Linked DNA regions of Zea mays: region 2 is linked to region 1. The links are chromatin contacts, called in public Hi-C maps. All regions are on one chromosome and are shown on one strand. The core of a region is the stretch at or near the end of the contact, and the rest is flanking DNA. Distances in the headings are between cores, read along the strand shown. Region 1 holds the start of LOC100191809 (putative RING zinc finger domain superfamily protein). Region 2 holds the start of LOC103654267 (probable LRR receptor-like serine/threonine-protein kinase At1g67720).

The links. Hi-C and Micro-C count contacts between places; a contact is called where the count stands out from the background.
Region 2: a contact with region 1 is called in a Hi-C map of tassel, with 4 times the contacts expected there. The contact joins the promoter of LOC103654267 here to the promoter of LOC100191809 in region 1. A contact is called at or near these places in 7 of 25 Hi-C or Micro-C datasets (ear, leaf, root tip and 2 more) and 1 of 3 datasets of contacts at active chromatin or transcription factors (leaf).

Annotation. Positions count from the first base shown.
Region 1 is chr4:188,400,588-188,405,029 of Zm-B73-REFERENCE-NAM-5.0, forward strand. It overlaps LOC100191809 (putative RING zinc finger domain superfamily protein), which reads right to left and starts at 2,108. Exons shown (of 3, transcript NM_001137234.1): 1 at 1,337-2,108. The coding sequence starts at 2,014. LOC103654265 (a long non-coding RNA gene) reads right to left here. Exons shown (of 2, transcript XR_565990.2): 2 at 4,108-4,391.
Region 2 is chr4:188,558,843-188,562,864 of Zm-B73-REFERENCE-NAM-5.0, forward strand. It overlaps LOC103654267 (probable LRR receptor-like serine/threonine-protein kinase At1g67720), which reads left to right and starts at 1,842. Exons shown (of 15, transcript XM_008681100.3): 1 at 1,842-2,315; 2 at 2,822-3,365; 3 at 3,704-4,022. The coding sequence starts at 2,240.

The sequences.
Region 1 (4,442 bases), core at 858-3,357:
TTTCTTGAGTTGTAAGTCGTCTGCCTCTATAAAGGCGCAGGCTGTAGTTTGTATTAGGCATCCAAGAAATAAAGATCCTCCTTAGGGCGGGATCGTCTTGGGTCATCCTGGCTGGGCACAACGCCAGCACAGGGAACCTAGTCGGTCAGCGTCCTCCTCTTCCCTACGCACTGCTTCATTCCAACATCCCCCTCCACTCACCCTTGAGAGACACCAGGAAACACAAGTTACGGACTTACCAGAGGGAAGTCGGTAACATATGCTTATGTTCCCCTCTCTCCCTAACCCCATGTATCTTTCTTCTATATGCTTTGAGATGTAGTACCCTTCCAATGTAAATTGCCGTCCCCATGGCTAATGCAATGGAATCCAGGCCCTTGACAGTCAAAAAAAAAGATTCAGAACTGAACAGACATTGAAACAAACGAAATATCCTAAGCACATGGAAACAGAAGCACTAGCCTAAGACCTAAGCACACTGAAGATGTACACAACACCAAAAACTGGCACTGAACTAGACATATCTTTAGGTTTACCATTCTTACTGAACAGGTGAATTAAAACATGTAACACAATTCAGTTGTGTTACAACAAATGCTTCATTTTTAGTGTTATACATATAACTAAATGTTTGTGAGTATTGAGTACGACTGACTTCTTAGTGAACTAACCATTGACTGAAAACATGATGATTGATCAAGGCATGGGTAAAGAAATACATTGAAACCACAAAAAAAGTTAAGGGTGGTAACATCTCAAATTCTAACACTTAGGTTTCTGCTTTTTTTAACTAACAAAGCAGGACTTTCATATGTTTCTCATGAATAGTGAGAGCAGAAAAAGCAGTACAACGTTTTCAAATTGAACTGGTAAATGAAAGAAGGAATCAACAAAACAACAGAAACCATTGAGAACTGGCTATCAATGAAAAAGTCTGACGGATAGATTATATCCTTATTCCTCTGTGCTGTAATAAGCAAGACAAGCAGCGCAAGTTTAGATAAGTAGTCCAATTATAGTCTAAAGTAAATTACCAAATCCTGTTCAGTAGACAGTACAGCGCTGCTAGCTTGTCCACTCAGATGAGTACCCAGTAAGATTCAGAATTGAACCAATACTAAAACAGGGAAATATCCTAAGCACATGGAAACAGCAGCGCCAAATCTATCTACTAAAATAGTTTTTTTATTGATTCAACTAGACTCGTTCTCTACTAACGATATCTCTTAGGCAAGTCATGAAGTCAATCAACTAATATAAAATAGATGGAGGATTTATCTTGAAGTTTCTTTTTAATCATGGATTTATCCAGGAGTTGGCATTTGGCATGTCATACATGCTTGTAGAGAGGGCCGTAACCCGTAACCATGGTGACACTGCGGATGCCCAGCCCCAGAGCTGCGTCGAGGCCTTCCATCAGCGCCATCAACTCCACCATCATGCGGCCACCCACGAAGCGCTCCACCAGCTTCTGTATCCTAAGGACCTCCTCCCCCTGCGGCCCATAGATAGCGACGGCGAGCACGGCGACGCTGGGGTCCCGGTCCCGCGGGGCCACAACCTCCCTGCTCGCCATGCCCTTGGAGAAGACGCGGAACGGCGGGCAGGGCGAGGACTCGACGGGGCGCTCGAAGTAGTCGCCGTCGTGGTCCCACTGTTCCTCGGGGATGGCAGCGAGGTCGCGGGCGAAGAGGGCGTCGTGCGCGACGACGCGGGCGTTGGCGGCGGCTCGGGCGTTGGCGGCTCGGCAGGCCTCGGCGTCGCGGCGGTCCTCCTCTGCGCGCGCGAGATCGGCGGCCTGGACGGCGAAGGCGTAGGTGGCGTCGGAGGATGACTCTGGGGCGGCTTGCGACGATGATGACGGGGCGGCGGCATTGGGCAAGCCGAGGGAGGCTTGGATGGCCTCGGCGACCTGGAGCTGGAAGGCAAGGTCGAGGTCGGAGGCCGAGATGGCGGCGGAGAATGCGAGGGCGACCTGCTCGTGCAGGGCGGCGAGGTCGTCACCGCCGTCCATGGCTGGCAACGGCGGCGGGAGTCGGTCGCTTCTCGCTTGGGGAGGCGAGACAAAGCAGTCGATCGTCTCGATCAAGAAAGAAAGAAAGAAAAGCAGTCGTTCGTTGTGGGCCGGCTGTTGCCGTCTAGTGGGCGTGGGCTTGGCAGACCGGGCTGGCCTATGTGAGGCCGCGCTCCAATTCACTCACTATTTTGTTTGTTTGTTTATATATATACACTAGGTCCGTGCGTTACAACGGGGACATATAATATCTCGATAACTTATATATACAAATATGTGTTATGCAGTTATGAGATAGAGGATGACATCCGCGAGCTATCTGGGATGACATCGAAGAGAAATTCGGGCCTGTGATGCACGGGCACTCACCTAGTAGTGTATTATATAAGATAGGTCAGTGCCCGTGCATTGCACCTAGTTGTGAATGAACTGGAACTGAGTGAACATAAAAAGAAAAATGATATCCAATTAAATTGTCTATACTGCATGTTTTAGTCATCGCCTGATTAAGCATCCACTTGAAGCCAATAGCAGTAGTGCACTCATTCTTGGAATCACCTCTCCTCAGCAGCTGATACACGCACAAAAGAATTTGGCTAGGGCTGAATCACCCATCTACCAGTTAGCACGGTCGCTCGTACTATGAGAGCAATGTCGAGGGGTATACCAATGAAGTAGTAGCATCCGGCGTTGATGTAGGCAACGATTGCTTGCCACCTGCAGCCAACGCCCACTCCTTCATCAGTCGTTGCCTAGTGAGCAAAAAGCTCAGTACCAGTAGTAGTGGGAAGAACACAACAAATGCATTACTGAAGGCGGATAAGTCTGTTCTCCAGTGAACTAACTTATATAAAAACTGTAGTGACACTTGGATTATACCTATGACCTATGGTTTAATAGTGTCATTTTAGTTAAATACATAGCGCTATTTCCCCAAGTTTATGAAAAGGAGATTACTGGTTTACTGATCTTCCCATTTCTCTTAACCTCTTAATACCTTAGCATTAGTCGCACATCAGTTAGTGAAGATGTACATGAATTAAAGAAAAAGAATTCCAACCTCAAATATCCCAACAGCAAGGCAAACACAATGATCGTCTTCGCCAAAAGCAGGAGCACAATGGACAACACTCGTCCGACCATCATCCGTGACATAGTTATCCGCAATAACTCTAAACGCACTCTCTTGAAGTTCAATAAAAAAAATCAAATAGAGCAGTATATATGTAACCAAAAAAGGTAACAACCCTAAGCAATTATAAGAACCAAAAAGCTACAGGTACATCAATAATTCTTTGCTTTAGATGATAAATTTGAGCCCCCAGCACCCCACAGGGCTACCAACAACATATTATAAGTATAATTGTAGCTACAAAAAATGTAAAAATAAAAACAAACCACAACATAAACCGAATAGCAGTAGTCACATAACTAAATAAGCATCCAGGTTTGCACCCCTGAAGTTAACAACTCAACACAAACATAATAACCAAATAACTAATAAAGCAGTACCAGGCATGCGTTACACAAAGCGTTACACAAAGGAGCTCCAACCTAACAGCTCAACTAAAACCTACAGTACAACAAGGACTCGCTCAGGAGCACACAGAAGTCCAGTTTAAACTAAAGATGCCCATCCCCTAGTCTTCACTCCTTGGATGACTTGTTGATCAGGGACTTGTGAATGTGCGGTATGACACCTCCGCCTGCGATGGTGCCCTTGGTGAGTGTCCAGCTCCTCGTCTCCACGAATAGCTAGCTGCAAATGGCGAGGGGTGATACGCTTCACCTTCAAATCCTTGCTAGCATTCCCAGCTAGCTGCAAATGGCTCACAAGTTAGATCCATACAAAAAATATTATGCATGAAAATGTAATATTTCACATGCTTGTAACTCGCTGGAAATGCAACAAGAACTCGTCTGATTGTCACAACTAATCACAAAAAAACTCTTGTACATGTTCATACAAATGAGGAAGAATGATGACATTAAAACATTTCAGCTGGATGGAAAACAAATAAAAATTGAGTGAACAAACATAAAGGATGGGAAACAAATTAACTACCAAAAATTTTGTTGTCACCAAAGCAATATAAACAATATAAGCATTTCATGAGAAATGGTAGTCAGAAAATTTATGGCATACATTGTTATATAGATCCCCTTGGTATACCAAATTCTGTTTACTACAAAATTGAGTGAACAAACATAAAGGGCCCATTAAGCCCAATAGCACTCTTAGCAACTAATAATAAGATGATCATATAGAAGTCTGAACATATTCCAGCAAGCTCTCAAACTATGGTGTTTGCTGCGCTAGCAATCCTAGGCCAAAGATCAGCACACTCCTTGCCGATAGGTCCAGTGATAGCGGAACCTACAAGACAAATTTGATAGTTTGTCATGCCATGCCAAACAGAATAGGCCC
Region 2 (4,022 bases), core at 592-3,091, 160 kb after region 1:
TGTGTACTGTCAGCATTTACTATTCACATAATGTATTCCTACTATTATGCTTCTGGGCCCACATGTCGGGGCTCAGCATTCTTGTATGTGCCTCCCTTAAACTATAAAAGGGAAGGCACACAGCGTTACAAGGCACGGACGCTCAAGTTCGCACACAAGCTCTCAACCACACAGACACAGGTTTGACACATACTCAATGCTACATACACACAGTGGAGGTAGGGTATTACGCTCCGACGGCCTGAACCACTCTAATCCCTCGTGTCCTCGTGTGTTCATCCCAAATCCACATAACAGGTAAAACGCTTAGGCCCCCTCCTCATCTTAGGATTAGGGCGGGTGCATTCCGTCACCCGGCCGGTGAATTTCTCCCACCGACAGATACTTTGGCTTGTTAATAAACTAGTGATATAAGAGGCTAATTGGCGAGACATTGGTTTATAAGGACTCCATTATATAGCTATCTAGATATTAACTTAAATTTTCCTTTGTAGTTATATACGATGTATTGTAACTTGTGAAAAATGTTTGGTGCGTGTGAGAAATGACAATGTGGTATTGGACCTATAGTGACAATTGACAATCCACTATCGTGTGATCCGGCACTAGTGTCATGAGTATAATTGTTGGGTTGTTGTCTAAACTGGTAGTATCACTCAGGATACCACTAACGGTTTAAGATGATATCTGGTAATGATATGTATAAATAATATTATCAGTTTCTGATATGAACCAACTATGATGTGTTTATATCACTATTGGGTTATCCATGTAGCACTGGTGGATCACCCTATCACTATAAATTAACCGTTGACATAGATTTCAGCGATGATGGGATTTCTATCCGACAGTCTGGATGAGTCTGGATGTGGGTAGATGTGAGTCTGAATGTGTGTAGATGAGCAAGATGCCAATGATAAAGTGCAATTGTTGAAAAAATAGCTTACCTGATATGGCTCTAGCCAAATAAGCTCTAATTAGTCTAAACCCCTTTAGAACAAAAGAATATTTTTTGAATCCTACATTTTTCTATATTTTAACCAATTCATGTGAAATTCCTATATCATCCCTATGTTCCAAAGAGGTCCCTAGTGAGTCCCTATTCCACTATAAGAGTATCTCTAACTGTGATTTAAATCAGTGTCGTAGTTTAAAATATAGGGCTCAAATCATAAAAACAGCTTCAATAGTGTCTTATTTTATATTTTTCATAAAAAAATAATATGGGGCACACCATAAAGTGACCCTAATATATTACACCCTAGGTTAGCGTCATATCCTTGTTTTCTACATCATTCTCTACATTTTATTTCCCAATAATACAATTTACTTCCTAAGATGGATGATTTAGGGCCTAACTGTTGAAGTACAATTTGTTTTGTTATGCCTTAACATGTTAAATTATGTATTGTTTTAATTTTTGAGGGACTATTTTGTGGCACATTGTTGGAGATGCTCTTTACCTGTGGCATAAATCACTGCCACGTCTTGAAATATAGACTTAATCATTAAAAACAATCATAACAATGCCCTATTTTACAAAATTTTATCAAAAAAATTTAGGGCACACCATAAAGGGACCTAAATATACTACATCCCATATTAGTGTCATATCTTTATTTTGTACATCATTCTTAACATTTTTTCTAACAATATAATTTACTTCCTAAAATATATAATTTAAGGTTGAAACTCAATTTGTTTTTATTGCATTAAATATATTAAATGATATAGTATTTTAATTTTTGGAAATGTTATTTTTTGAGAGACGAGATACTTTAGTAAAGGTAACAATGAGACGAGAAGTAATATAAATATATTGAAAATTGACATGAGTTGTCATCGGCCGTCATGAGCTGAGGATCCTCTCCATTTCGCACGGAGACGGAGTCCCAGGCACCCAGCCAACCTTTTTCTACTCTTCTGGCAGTCTCTGTCTCCCACACATTCTCTCTCTAAACTCCCATGTCAGCCCGTCTTTATCGATTAAGGTCACTTTACCACTAGTTAAAGACGAGCGCCGCGTGCAGACGGAGTGGTAGAAAAAGCTGGATGTCCATCGCCTTGCTTCCAGGTTTTCTCCAACCATGTCCACCAACACACTGATCTAGTACTAGGACTAGTACTAGATCGATCCTGCCTGCCTGCCTGCTTGTAACAGCAACAGCAGCAGAAGTGGCGCACTGTGCTTTGCGGTGGCGGAGGCTGCGAGAGAGGAGGAACTTGCAAGCCGACTTCCATGGCTGCCGCCTTCTCCGCCGCTATCCTCTTCCACCTGCTGCTGCTCCTCTTCTCGCCGTCCGCTGCGCAGCCTGGTGAGCCGTCGCTCTCCTGACTCCTTCCGAGTCCCAATCCCCATTCTCATGTCCAAAGATTCGTTTTTTTTAATTTCCCCTGGTTGTTTTGTTTAGGGCGGCACCGCCCTTTCTCTACCTAGTTTACGCATGCATACTCATATAGTCAGTGTCATGGGGAGAATGTTCCGGCTTCTCCAGCAGATTTGCGAGATTGCAAGAGGAGGAATGTGCATATCCACACTGACCCCCTGTTTGATTTTGCTCCTTTGCATTCCATAAATGTTAGTGCTAGTAAATCTAACCTAACGGAGTAAGCAAGCAACTACTCTGAATTGGCTATCTCCCATCACGAAGAATGGGTTTCACAAAATTGCCATCAGACTCCTCGGTCACAATTATAACCACAAGGAGTCAACGATTACAATGGCAAATAGCTAATTATATCCATTTGTGGAATGTGTGTGTTGTACTACATCTAAACCTCACCATCTTTAATTTGCCCCCTTCCCATCCTGCTCCTGCAGGTTTCATTAGCTTGGACTGCGGGGGAGCTCGTGATCACACGGATGCCATTGGGATCCAGTGGACCTCTGATGCCAGCTTCGTCTCTGGCGGCCAGGCCGCGCAGCTGCTGGTCCAGAATGGCCTGCAGCAGACCCAGCAGCAGCTGACCACCGTGCGCTACTTCCCCGCGGACAACAGGAAGCACTGCTACACCATGAACGTCAGGAACAGGACGCGCTACCTTGTCAGGGCCACTTTCCTCTACGGCAACTTCGATAACAGCAACGTCTACCCGAAGTTCGATATCTCCCTCGGAGCGTCTCCCTGGTCCACCATCGTCGTCGACGACGCCACCACCCCCGTCGTTGAGGAAGCCATCATCTTGGCTGCTGCTCCCACGCTCAGTGTATGTCTCTCCAATGCCAGCACGGGACAGCCCTTCATCTCTACTCTGGAGCTTCGACAGTTTAACGGTTCGCTCTACTACACCACTGACGAGACACGCTTCTTTCTTGGACTGTCTGCGAGGATAAATTTTGGCGCAGGAAGCAATGATTCAGTGAGGTACTGATACTGCCACACCACCATGCGTACTGATGCCTTTTGCATTGTACATAGGCTTCAAATCTGGCCACAATTATAAACTAAAATTGCATATAAAAAATATATAAACTTAGTATCCTGTCCTGTGTGTAGAACTATGGCTGCATGATTTGGTGATTGTTGTTACATTCTCTGTCCTCGTCAGCTCAAAGATCCACAGTCCCATGTCACTGTTCTGCTGCCACATATCAAAACTCTGATCAAGCTTCACTTTACTGTCATTACTAAGTTATAACAGGAACTACATTTTGTTTCATGCAAACAAATAACACAAGAGTTTTCCTTGTCTTGTTCCACAGATATCCTGATGATCCATTTGATAGAATCTGGGAATCTGATTCTGTGAGGAGAGCAAATTACCTTGTTGATGTTGCTCCAGGGACTGAAAGAATATCAACTACAAAACCCATATTTGTCGGTACCAACGAAGAACCACCTGAAAAGGTCATGCAAACAGCAGTAGTTGGCCAGGATGGGTCATTGAACTACCGCCTTGATTTGGAAGGTTTCCCAGCAAATGCTTGGGGAGTCTCGTATTTTGCAGAAATTGAAGATTTGGCACCAAATGAAACGAGGAAATTTAAGTTAGAGGTCCCTGGCATGCCAGCACTCAGTAAA